2 separate regions of the Mus musculus genome follow, and region 1 is linked to region 2. A link is a contact called in public Hi-C data. All regions are on one chromosome and are shown on one strand. The core of a region is the stretch at or near the end of the contact, and the rest is flanking DNA. Distances in the headings are between cores, read along the strand shown.

Region 1 (6,237 bases), core at 1,435-3,934, 130 kb before region 2:
TTGTTTAGAAAGGAGAAGCAAATACACCTTAAAGCAATGTATTTGTAATTATAATAGTAATAAAGAGAATGATAACTATATAAAGGGTTCAAATTAAAATAAGCACTTTTAATTAGATATTTTACTTATTTACATTTCAAATGTTATCCCCTTTCCTGGTTCTGCTCTGCAAACTCCCTATCACTTCCCCACTTTCTCAGCTTCTATGAGGGTGCTCCCCACCACCCACCCACCCACTCCTGCCACACCTCACTCGCATTTCTCTACACTGGGGTATCAAACCTTCACAGGACCAAGGACCTCCCCTCCCACTGATGCCAGGTAAGGCCCCTTCAGCTCCTTCAGTCTCTCCCCTAACTCCTCCATTGGGGTCTCTGTGCTCAGTCTAATGGTTGGCTATGAGCATCTGCATCTGTATTGGTCAGGATCTGGCAGAGCCTCTCAGAAGACAGCTGTATCAGGCTTCTGTTAGCAAGAATTTCTTGGCAGCAATAATGTCTGGGTTTGGTGTCTGCTTATGGAATGGATTCCCAGGTAGGCCAGGCTCTGGATGCCCTTTCCTCCAGTCTCTGTTCCACTCTTTGTCACTGTATTTCCATTGAACAGGAGAAATTCTGCGTTGAAATTTTGGAGAAGGGTGGGTGACCACATTCCTCTACCAGGGGACATGCCTAACCTCTGGATATGGTCTGGACAAGTTCCCCCTCCCCTTTGTGGGGTATTTTCAGCTAATGTCAGCCCCGATGGGTTCTGGAATGTTCTTGCTTTCCTGGAATCTGGGACATTCTGGTTGTTACCCCAAGTTCCCCATCCTCTATTGCTACACACCTCTGTTTCATTTCGTGACCCTCTGTACATCTCCTCCATCTCCTCCCATACCTAATTCTGCCTCTCTTTCTCTCCCCCCCCCTTCTCTTCCTCACAAGGCCCTCCCACCCTCTACTTCCCAAGATTATTTTGTTCTCCCTTGTAAGAAGGACAGAAGCATCCACTTCTCTTTGGTCTTCTTTCCTCTTGAGCTTCATGTGGTCTGTGACTTGTATCATGGGTATTCCATGCTCTTTGCCTAATAACCACTTACCAGTGAGTACATATCATGTGTGTTCTTTTGTGACTGAGTTACCTTACTCAGGATGATATTTTCTACATCCATCTATTTTCCTGAGAATTTCATGAAGTCATTGTTTTTAGCAGGTGAGTAGTATTCCGTTGTATAAATGCACCACATTTTCTGTATCCATTCCTCTGTTGAGGGACATCTGGGTTGTTTCTATTTTCTGGATACCATCAATATGACTGCTATGAACAGAGTGTAGCATGTGTCCTTATTACATGTTGGAGCATCTTTTGGGTATATGCCCAGGAGTGGTATTGCTGGGTCCTCAGGTAGTACTGTCCAATTTTCTGAGGAACTGCCACACTGATTTCAGAGTGGTTGTAGAGCTTGCAATCCCACCAGCAATGGAGGAGTGTTCCTCTTCTCCAAATCCTCGCCAGCATCTGCTGACACCCGAGTTTTGTTCTTAGCCATTCTGACTGGTGTGAAGTGGAAATCTCAGGGTCATTTTGATTTGCGTTTCCCTCATGACTAAGGACATTGAATGTTTCTTTAGGTGCTTCTCAGTCATTTGAGTGTCCTCAGTTGAGAATTCTTTGTTTAGGATTTTAAATAGGATTATTTGGTTCTCTGGAGTCTAACTTCTTGAGTGCTTTGTATATATTGGATATTAGCCCTCTATCAGATATAGGATTGGTAGAGACCTTTTCCCAATCTGTTGGTTGCCATTTTGTCCTATTGACAGTGTCCTTCGCCTTACAGAAGCTTTGTATTCTGTTCAGGAAATTTTCCCCTATACCTATGTGTTCGAGGCTCTTCCCCATTTTCTCTTCTATTAGATTCAGTGTGCCTAGTTTTAGGTGGAGTTCCTTGATCTACTTGGACATGAGTAAAATTAGCATTTTTCAATTATCTAAAGATTGGTCCAAATACATTTTATGAGCTGGAAAATATGTATTAAATTCTTAAGCCATCAGGATACTGAAACACAGTACAGGCACCATCTCAAAGAAATCCTGTTTTGATAGAAGGAAAAAAGCACAACTCTTCTTTTAAAGAAAAACAAATACTGTGTTCTTTTACGTTTCCAATGTTATGCTTGTCCTTTCATTTTATTTTATGATCCTGCTCTCATAATGCAAACCATATGCTGCAATACCCAGCCAGAGCTCATTCCTTTAACACTGCACAAATGTGCTCACTCAGCAGACTAACATAGTGACTGAGTTCTTAAGCACGGCTTTGATCATTTTTTTTTTTTTTTTTTGCCAACACAGGCCAGGTAAAACAAAGCAACAGTGTGTCTTTCTCTGGTATATGTCAAGTTGGTGTTCGGTGGTAATTGCTAATAAAATTCAGTAGAAAACTAGCTCTTTAGAAAAAATTAAGAAATCCCCAGTTGAAATATATTATTAATAATTTAAATATCCATGGGCCTGTGTTCTAACCTAAGGAATCACTCGGCTTTGCAGGTTAACTGGCAGCTTGTTCTACATTACTAACTGAGGAATCTGCCCAACGGTGCCAGTAAACTTTAGACTTGCTTAGCGAAAGCCAGAAAGTGGGGAGGCCTGTTATTTGTGACATTTAATTATTTTCAGCTGTGAGGCAGATGGTGCCAGCTCAGAGAGCTGTACTGAGTGGCAATGACTAGGCTCCTGAAGCACAAACCTTGGTCTCTGTGGCACCCCTTGCTGTGGCCTATCAAAAACTTTCTGTACTTTATTGTCTAAGAGCAGTTACTAACAGAAAGCAGGAGCTGTCTGCTCCAATGTCCTCTTTTTCTTTTACATTACAGAAAACATTCTAAATAAATGAAACTTGAAGAAAGCAATAATGACTCATCTTGACTTACTGGGTGCAATGTTTCAATGCTGCAGAAAAATATAGAAGTGAGCATAAATATGCATAGATAATATATGTTCATGTGAGTTAAAAACAGTAGTTTAGGTAGGAAGAATTAGTTCATCATCTGACACTATACTACCTTCTTAGTAAAGGTCACTAATGGTTCCTTAGTTCAATTTTCAGCTAGAAAAAATCTCAATAGGAAGGGTTAAGCTGAGGATGAAACTTAGTAGTTCAGGTTCATGTTTACTGCCTGTGAAGTCCTCTTTTCAATTTTGGTGGTACACATCTGTAAATCCTAGCACTCTGGAGATGGAGGTGAGAAGCCCAGAAGTTCAAGAGTGTCTTTGGCTACACAGTAGGTTTGCAGGCCATACTAGCATATATTGAACTTGTATCAAAACCAGCAGCAACAACAACAAAAATTAAGTATTCTATCAATTTAGCTATGCTATACATGTGATGCTCAAATGTTATTCACCACAAACAAGCAATTGGAGGAAGGGTATAAATCATGCAGGTCAAATTATGTAAGCAGGGGGATTATAAAGACACATGAACCAGAAGTGAAAGAAGAACTCTATTCCTAAGGTGTGGCTGAAGACTCTCACCAGCTAGGAATCAGGAACGGAAACAATTAACACTTGTTCAACACCTTCCTCCTTTTCCAGCTACAAACCTTCCTTTCCTAGGAATCTTGCCAGAAACATCAATGATGTACCCTTAAGCCTTGCTGAACCTACTTGGACCTGGTTTCATCAAATTGAAATCAGATCCAAGATACCTCCATAACTACCCTATAATTTAATCATCACACAGGAAAGAGAAATAAAAGAGAAAATGGTTCCTTAAGATTTTAAAGAACAATGACATTCTAAAAGATCCATAAAGGTCTACACACACACATTATTTTGACAATGAGACCAGAATCTCCTTTGAGAAATCCACATCCATGCTCTATTGAACATCTTCTACTTTAGCTTAACTAAGTTCTAATTCTACTTCTCATTAGTTTGGTCTGAAATTCTTTTTTCTAGTGTGATCAAGAATCAGGCTTTACTCAAGCTGAGGTCCCTAAAAACTTAAGGAAAATTCTCAGGTCAGGGTGGAGGACAGCATATAGCTGTGCCCCCATACCATCTTCTGCTCTAAACTTGCATATTAACATCAACACATTATAATTAGACAAACAAATTAAGTCTGATAGAACGCTCCTAGATTCACTTTAGAAGGCAGCATGAGTTGCTAATGCTAAAACACCTGCTATCGTAGAGGAATGTAACATGTTTACAAAATACCTTTCTTAGTATTGTTCATGGTAACAGGAAAAGATGTGTGTTATACTGCACCGTCATATCTTGTACATTATTAGTGTGTATAGCCATCACCTCATACACATTAATAAGCAATCCACAGGTACGGATCATTGGGAAGACTTATTAGAACTGGCTAAAAGATAAATGTGGAGCATCAGAAAAACACATGGAAACTGATAAAGGGAAAGGCAACAAACATTTTTTTAAATATTTGAATGAATGTAAAAATGGATAAAGTCTATAATTGCCACTTGAGCTACTACTAAAAACTGCCTCTTTTAAAATTCAAGAAAATTAAAATTTCACTGAATTTTCTAATAATGTAGCAATAATACATGTAGTCTCTAATCTTACAGAATGCTTCTGATGCATTTTTCCAGGCATGACTCCAAGTCTCTGGATCCTAAGAACAGCAATGGGAATTAGTTTGCATTAGTAGAACATAGTCTCATTCGGAAAATTTGTAGCAGAAATACTACCTTTAATTTTCTAGCTTTATCATTGTGTGTCACACTCTGTGTTGTATGACTAACCAAGAAAGCAATGATGCTTCACAAGTTAGTCTTATGGTAACTATCATTTCACTTAGCATTTCAAGTCATAAGCCTAAGCTTAGGTATAGGAAATGTCTTTTAATAAATTGTGTTGTTCGCATTTTCCTTGCTTCTTCTATAAATGTGTTTGTATTTCCCATACACACTTTGAATTTCTAGTGAGAGCCTCTTCAATGCATCTACATCTGTTGTTCACTAAAAAAAATTGTGTAGAGTGAATAATTGAGTTGTAGATATAGTTGTTATAGCAGAATGAAATTTAGTATCCAGCAATATCAGGATATTGAAGAATTATAAAAGTAGCAACACAAAAATTAGGTAAAAAATTTTTAAGATCTGTTTAGAAATTATTTCATATCCTATTATTCCTGTCATTCATTGTTACACTAGACCCCTAAAAGGACTGTAAAATTAAATCTTTGATGGATAGCACAGATTGGGATACTCTTAGTAAAATGTATCTATATCCTAGCAGATAATATAGAGAACCTTTTATGTCTTGGAAGATACAAAAATGGAATTTCAGTTACAAAATTACCTGCTTGTGATGTTCACAGTACTGTTCCAGACATTTTTTTAGCAGACCAAAACAGTTATGTGCTAGTTATGCAATATGTCTGGGTTGTACACAAATTCCAATCATGTAGAGTAGTCATAGATAGCTGCCATAACACTGAGGGAAGGTGGGTCTAGAAATCAAAAGTCACTCTTTTGTGGCTAACTCCGGAGTTAGCTTTTACAATCAAAACACTTTGGCCATGAATTGTCAATACAATATATGTTATTCCAGTAGTAATGAAGATTCTGTTATCCTTTTAATCTTTAAATTGATGGATTAAAACATATGTAATTATCATTCATAATATATTTTACAAAATCTACCCTATGGTTTGACTAGTCTTTGTTTTTGTTTGTTTCTTTGTTTCTTTTCATGAGACTTTACAACCACCCTTAGAATTTTTCAAGAAAATAATATATTGTTAATTATAATCACTGTGCTGGAAAATAGGCCTAGAGCTTCTGGTCCAATCTACCTGACATTTGTACTATTGAAAAATCATTTTAGTTTGCAAGACAGGAAGATCAGCTGCTGGTGTAGCACCTCAGGGACACACCAGGACCTGGATGGAGACAGTAAAGATCAACAAACAGAACAATGAGAGAATTAGTCTCAGAAGCTGGCCTATGCACTAGAGAAGAAGGCAGAATGCCATTTAATTAAACTGTCCCATGTGCTAGATAGGAAGGCAAAATGCCATTTGACTCTAAGGTCCCTTTCTATAAGTAAATGGCTTTTTTGAATGAAAAGAAACAATAAACAAAAACAAAACACAATGACACATAGTTGCTCACTTCCCTTCCAGAGCTATTTTGACTATCTTTCCAATATGCATACTTTTAACTCTAACTTCAATTGTGACTAGAAGTCTAACTACTGATTTGGAATTTGTTTTAGTTTAAG
Region 2 (6,800 bases), core at 292-2,791:
TGAGGAAGAAGGAGGGAAAGGCTGGCAGAGCAACCAGGCAATTTGCAAAACTGAAAAAAAAAATCCAATTCCTTTCAGGATTTTCCACCTCTCATCGTTTACTCTGTTTTCTAATTCGTACTCTTTTACGACCTGTTCAGCCATATGGACTACATAAAATCATAGGTATCCTGGCCTCTGCAAGCCCTAGAATTAATAGAATTGACAGAGTCTAGAAAGTTTTCATTCTTAAATGTTGGTGCAGCATTTTTAAAAGCAGACAGAATACACAGTTATTAAATCTTCCTAATTGATATTATGTTGTCAAACAGACTGAAATATCGCACGTAAATGTCTATTAACAAAGACAAGCTCCATCAAGAAAAACTAAGACGCTGTGTGTGTGTGTGTGCGTGTGCGTGTGTGTGTGTGTGTGTGTGTGTGTGTCGGGGTGAGGTAGGGGTGTTCCTTGACTGCCAGCCCACACTTGAGAGTTTCCCCAACAGCAGCTGTATCTCCCTCACTCTACCTTGGCACGCTATTTCTAGCTGCAGCGTTCAGCTTCCTGTTCAAGTCCCATTCTACATTGTAAACACATTCCAAGAAAACTAGACTGCCCAGAGTTCCCTCCTGCAAACAGGGAAATCAGCCCAGCAGCCCCAGGATAGAGAGCCAGTTGGGCCACCACCAGGAGGTGGACCAGAGCAAGCAAGCTTGGCAAGCTGAGTCCCACTAACATAACGCCCGCAGAAGCGGGGATCTGACCGGCCTAGCCAAAGGGCAGCCGCATGGACACCGCCCGAGAGTGGGGGCCCTACCCACGTAGGGCTTTAAAGTATCTGCGGCCCAGTCACAAGCTCCTTGCCGCCTCCCCTGCCGCTGCCCACATTTTTACAGCGACCCAAACAAAGCGAGACCAAGCTGGAGGAAGTTGGCTCTCGGGTCGCCTAGTTGACCCAGCGATGCCTCCTTTTGCTGAGCAGCCTCTGTTCCATGCACCCGCAGCGGGCGGGATGGTCCAGCGTCCCCCCACCGCTTGCTCCCGACGCCTGCTAGCCCCCACCTCGCCCAGAAGTTCCTCCTTGGGTCGAGGGGAGGATGCGGCGGGAAGGCACAGGGCTGGCGTCCCTGGGTGGCCCCATCTTCCTCCCTCACTGCCCCCGCCTGCAGCAACAGGTCCCTCTTTCAGTGCCCACAGACTCCCTGTGCCCTCGGGGTCGGAATCTGCGCAACCTATAAGCGGTCGCAGCCCGGTGCCCTCCTCACCCTCCTGCTAACTGCGCTTTCCTCTCGGGGTCTGTTCCTGGTTCCGCGCCACCTGGCCATAGCTGGCCGGACCAGAGACGCTCCCGCTTCCTACCCTGGCTTGTAGAGGGATGCGGTCGCAGGGCTGGGGCAGGCACAGGAGCTCCGGGAACCGTGGCCCACGATCGCGTGTTCGTATCCCACAGGAAAACTTTGTGCAGGTTCGAAAGGCACTGGGCTCCGGACCCTAGGGCTCTGGTCCTCTCCCTCCTTCTAATCCGCTGAAGCCCAAACTGGTGCTGGCGACGGCAGGGGCTGGGTCGGGACTCCCGGTTGCTGAGGGCTAGGATCGCCGGGCTCCCCCTCTCGGCCAGAAGAAAACTCCGGCTCTGTGTGCGCACTAGGGACGCTGGTGGGGTTTTCTGCAGTAATGCAGAACTGTCCTGCTTTTAAAGGCAGACCTGGAGAGGTTAGGGAGTAAGACAGAAAGAAACCGGTTTCCAGAAGAAGCTGTCCATTCTTATTTCAGACGGAGAGAAAACACCGGCCCCGCCCCACTTCCACAGCTCCAGGTTTCCTTTTAAACCTCCTCCCACAGATGCTGTTTGGTAAGAATTTAAAACACCTCTGAGGTTTAACAAAAAAGAAAGTGACACAGAAAGGGCATAAATATAAGTGAGGAGGGCTCTCCACAGCCTCGTGAAACGCAGCTGCAGGGACTAGACTTTTTCTTTTCTTTTTTCTTTTCTTCTCTTCTCTTCTCTTCTCTTCTCTTCTCTTCTCTTCTCTTCTCTTCTCTTCTTTCTTTCTTTCTTTCTTCCTTCCTTTCTTTCTTTCTTTCTTTCTTTCTTTCTTTCTTTCTCTTTTAAACTCTGTCTGAATCTTTGCACGTTACCCCTCCCCCCCGTGGGGCGGTGAAAGGTAGCTGGTCCCTGGTTGAGCTAAGGCTAAATGCCCAGGAGACCATGAAGGGACAGTAGGAGTTTTTGCCTGCTCCTGGACACCAGGCCTCTGTCACTAGCTGTAGCCCCACCTCCATCCTCCATAGATTTGTGGTCATCAGTTACATAAGCGCAACTCCCCAAGCCCCTCCACAGGTAGAGGATATGACCTGTGGTCACATAGGCTCAAATCTAATCTCTATTTTAATGAGGTACTCTCCCTGTAAAAGGTATTTAATCTCAGGCCCACCCTGAGAAGGGGGGTATGGTTTTACACATCCACTTTCTGCCATGACAATAAATGCCTTAAAACCAAGGACTGCCTCTTTTCTTCAGGATCTGCCGCAGGGAGACACGGAGATGACCTTTGTCTACAGAGCCACTGTGTAATCTTCCATAGAAGGCCTCTCTGTGCTCCCAGCCAGGACCCAAGCCCAAGCTAAACTCAAGCCAAGGACTCTCCCCTGAGACCAGCCAGAGCTCCTCCCTTCTTTCCCCCACCCTGGCCCTGGGCTAGATCCAACCCTCGGGCCCCCACTCTGCTTTCAGCTCTTCCTCAGCTTCCAGCCGCACCTGGATGTCCAAGAGCCTGAGAACCAGAAGACCAGGTCTTATCACAGGCCTGGGGAGCTCCAAGCCAGCTCTGGCTGTCCTGCACCTCAGGCTGTGCTTCCCCACCCCCGGAGCAGAGTCCCGTGGCTTCCCTGCAGCCCAACACCCACCCAGGGACAGTGTGGGGTAAGTCCTGTCAAGATTCCCAAGCGCCGGTGCCCTGTAGTGGAGTGGACTTGGGACCCACAACCCTACATCCCCCTACTCCAACACCCTCCCTCCAAAATAATAGGACAACTTTCTCGACAGCCACATTCTACTTATTAGCAATCTTTCTGTGCTTACCTCAGAATTCAGAACAGAAATGGTGTGGAGTTGAGAGGAAAACAGCAAACCATTCCTTTTTTTCTGTAGACCAGGCTGGCCTCGAACTTGAACTCAGAAATTCGCCTCTCTCTGTCTCCCAAGTGCTGGGATTAAAGGCATGCGCCACCACACCCAGCCACAGCAAACTATTCTTAAATGAGCCTGGTAAACTTCTGACTGGGAAAAGAAGAAGAACACATCCTCATAAGAGAGAATCTTGGAGCGTGAGAGGACCGCTGAGAACCTTTCTGGGAAGATAATCCTTAAAATTTAGCTGTCCCAATTTTAGTTCGGATGTAAAAATAAAGGGGAAAGATATAAAGCGGTTTACACGGCTAACATGCGTAAATATCGATGTGCTTTGGAACATGATGTAGTCCAAGCCAGGGCAGAGGCAGCAGAGGGACCGAAATCCATTTCAGACCCCTTTCTTACTCTTTCTCTTTTCCAGGACACTCTTGTTACCTATCCAATTACAATAGGAGAAAAGACTTAGGTGTTATTTATAGTTTATGGCAGTCAAGTGTACAGGGGTTAAAATAGACGAGTTTTAGAGAAAGAAGACAGAAAAAAAAAAAAGGTTCTTAAACATTCCATCATATTTTGCTGTAATTTGAAGAGACAGGATATGCTAGTGGAAATTCCTCTCCAAACATTTTATAAGTGAGTGAGCCTTTTCGGATACTTGTTGCATTAAAAAGACCCAACCTCTCAGTATTTCCAACAGAAACAATGTGGAGATCATGTAGTCTAAGCAAACTCCTTTGTTTGGAACCTAAGGTAAAGGAAGGTCAGAGATGTTAGGTGATTTCCTGACTCCACGTTTAGATCGCGTGAATTTGGCTCGTGGGTTTCTTTTCTTTCTTTCTTTCTTTCTTTCTTTCTTTCTTTCTTTCTTTCTTTCTTTTTTCCTTGCTTGCTTTCCCCTTTATCAAAATAAATAAGCATACATTGAAATTACTATAACAGAGAGGATGAGTATGTAGCTCATTTTATTGGCTCCTTGTCTAATGTGCACCATAAAAATAGATGTGGTGACACACACAAGTGAACCCAGCACTCAGGAGATAGAAATAGGAAGTTTACCATTATCTTAGGCATATAACTTGTTAAAGGAAAGCTTGGGATACACAGAACCCTAAAAAAAAAAAAAAAAAAAAAAAAAAAAAAAAAAAAAAAAAAAAAAAAAAAAAAGAAAGAAAGGAAGGAAGGAAGGAAGGAAGGAAATTACAACAAAAACACTTGAAAACAAGTATAGTAGTTTTTTCTGTAAATAATCGTAAATAATTCATGAATAATTATGGGTAATTAAGCAATGCCATTTGCATAATGATTTTATCAGTATAGCTATCACCTAAGAATACCTGTAAATACTGGGTATTTTAATGCAGTTGTAAAAGATTCTAGAATACTAGAATACTAGACTCCATAGAGTCTAGTCTAGCATAGAATACTAGACTCCCAAGAATATACTAGATTAAGAAACAGCAGATCTTTTTCAATTAACAACTCTTCTTAAATATAGGACCAAAAGAAAGTATCTGATTACAGAGATGAACATTATAAACTCCAGTCTACAAACTACTGGAGAGCATGTTCTTTTAGCTGTTCATTTGCCTCTACTAGCTTTTAAAAGGACTTTTAACCCCTTTCTCACTAAACTCCATGGTGAAACTGGTCTGCCTTTGGAGAGCTAAGGCCTGGGTTCTCGGAGCTACAACCCGGTGTTCCCCTCTCAGTAAGAGTCTCCTTTGCAGCCTTGTCCTCATTGCCTGATTAAAACCATTTCCTGAAGATCTGAGTTCGTTCTTTATTTAGATCTGTGTTCCCTATCTATGACAGGTCAAAGTTACTACACAGAAAACAAATTATTACTACAAAGTATATTCAGTGTTGGATGGATACTTGAAAACACACGAGTCTCCGCAGCTGCCTCTTTCCAGACATTGCACATAATGCGCATCAGTGTATGCTTTTGTAGTTTCTCAGAAAACTTAAAGTCTCTAAATTAGCTCTTGTGTAAGTTATGTTCATTGTCTAACTTTCAAACTGAACTTCTTTAGGAAATGGCTTGGAGGTATAAAGATCCCAAGGATGTTAGAACCAAGGTTTTTATCAGCACTAAACCAAAACCGAACAAAATTTAAAATCAGACTTATGAGAAGGAAGACGCCAAGGGGAAAAGGTTATGGAAAACTGTCAGGGTATAACCACTAGACAGTGCACATTGAATTTCCTCAAAGTTACATTTGAAAATACTTACTATTTATCATGCTGGATAAAGATAAAATATATAAAATATAAAATATGCTCATAAAAATGAGCAGCCTTCTATTAATTTTAAAAGTAAGTGGGGGGGGAGGGTATGGGGGACTTTTGGGATAGCATTCTAAATGTAATTGAGGAAAATACATAATAATAAAAAATATTAAAAAAAAAAGTAATGTTCCTGCTCAGGCCAATTTGCAGTTCCTCTTGTTTGAGTAAGAATAAAACTGACTGACTTTTGTTGCTCCTGGAGGTGATGCCACACCCCTGTAGTTTCAGCAAGGTAATTCCTGACAATTACACTTTGACAGGATTTACAACCATCTAGAAACCAAACTTCTGGGTTTGTCTGTGAGGACATTTCTAAGCAGACTTAACTGAGGTTGAAGATCTTCTCCAAACTCACACCCTTCCAGGAGCGCCTGATTCCATACAAAGGGAAACAGAGAGAAAAGAAGCTGAGCACCAGCTAGTTAGTCCATCAGTTTCCTGACTAAGGATGCGACTTGATCATCCTACTTGTCATGCTGCTGCAGCCTCCGCGTCTTCACTTCCACGAGTGACTGTAGTCTCAAAATGGGAGTAAAAGAAACTCTTTCTTTGAGTTGCTTTTGTTAAGTATTTTGTAAAAATAATGAGAAAAAATATCTAATGCAATAAGTTTGCAGCCAGCCTGAGGTACATGGAGATTCATCCTGAGATACATGGAGATCCTGTCTAAGAAGGAAAGGAGGGAGGGAGGGACAAAGGAAGGAAGGAGGAAAGAAGCAAAAGAGAACATTAAGTTGAAAATTGCCTGTTATTTTGAATTAACAAATGCCCTTTTACAATAAAACAAAACAAAATATAGCTAATTATTTAGCACTACATTCCTGAAAATGCATTCTATAAAGTAACATAATTCTTTCTGAAAGGAAATAAACACCATGGTGGAATTAAAGTCTCAGACTCATTCTCAACTGAAACAAGAAACCTATCTTAAAGATAGCAATGGCCAAATATCCTTTTGATTCCTAGGGACAGTCTGACTCCAGAGTTAACAGGCATTTATCTGCCACGTTAACCCACTTTTTTTTTTTACTTTTTTATTAGATATTTTATTTATTTACATTTCAAATGCTATCCCAAAAGTTCCCTGTACCCTCCCCCTGCCCTGCTCCCCTACCCACCCACTCCCACTTCTTGCCAGCTCTGGTGGTGCAGGCCGGTAGGATTTGCTGAAGGAGGCAGAGGCAGGAGGATCTGGAGTTCGAGGCCAGCCTGGGTTAACCCACTTTCTAAAAGAAGTAATTTATTTTGGTCTTCCTGATGAAAGATGAAACATTTTTTATGAAAATATTAATAGGGTCACATGCAAAAGAAGAAGTAAATCACATCTATGTTCTTACCATCAGGAATGCTCATTGTCAGCCCTTCGTCTGCACTCCCAAGGCTTTGCTGGGGTCTCTG

Evidence for each region. A called contact is a pair of places that touch in the nucleus more often than the background predicts.
Region 1: a Hi-C map of uterus shows a contact between it and region 2, with 3 times the contacts expected there. The contact joins the enhancer-like site here to the promoter of Gulp1 in region 2. A contact is called at or near these places in 4 of 39 promoter capture datasets (the 3T3-L1 cell line, 3T3-L1-derived adipocytes and liver), 8 of 484 Hi-C or Micro-C datasets (adipose-derived mesenchymal stem cells, frontal cortex, nephron progenitors and 1 more), 2 of 115 datasets of contacts at active chromatin or transcription factors (embryonic limb bud and fibro-adipogenic progenitors) and 3 of 9 other capture datasets (adipose tissue, liver and pancreatic islet).

Annotation. Positions count from the first base shown.
Region 1 is chr1:44,675,583-44,681,819 of GRCm38.p6, reverse strand. The region is part of intron 1 of Gulp1 (GULP, engulfment adaptor PTB domain containing 1); the gene reads right to left. Among named protein-coding and RNA genes, the nearest start is that of 4930521E06Rik, 66 kb to the left of the region's middle. Within about 2 kb of position 2,684, at least 41 of the 459 cell types and tissues checked have an H3K27ac peak or open chromatin away from gene starts, as enhancers often do. A contact at or near this core is called in embryonic limb bud and uterus, where this site is marked.
Region 2 is chr1:44,546,412-44,553,211 of GRCm38.p6, reverse strand. It overlaps Gulp1 (GULP, engulfment adaptor PTB domain containing 1), which reads right to left and starts at 1,541. Exons shown (of 11, transcript NM_028450.3): 1 at 1,340-1,541. Gm39635 (a long non-coding RNA gene) reads left to right here and starts at 1,755. Exons shown (of 3, transcript XR_865406.1): 1 at 1,755-1,832; 2 at 2,502-2,903.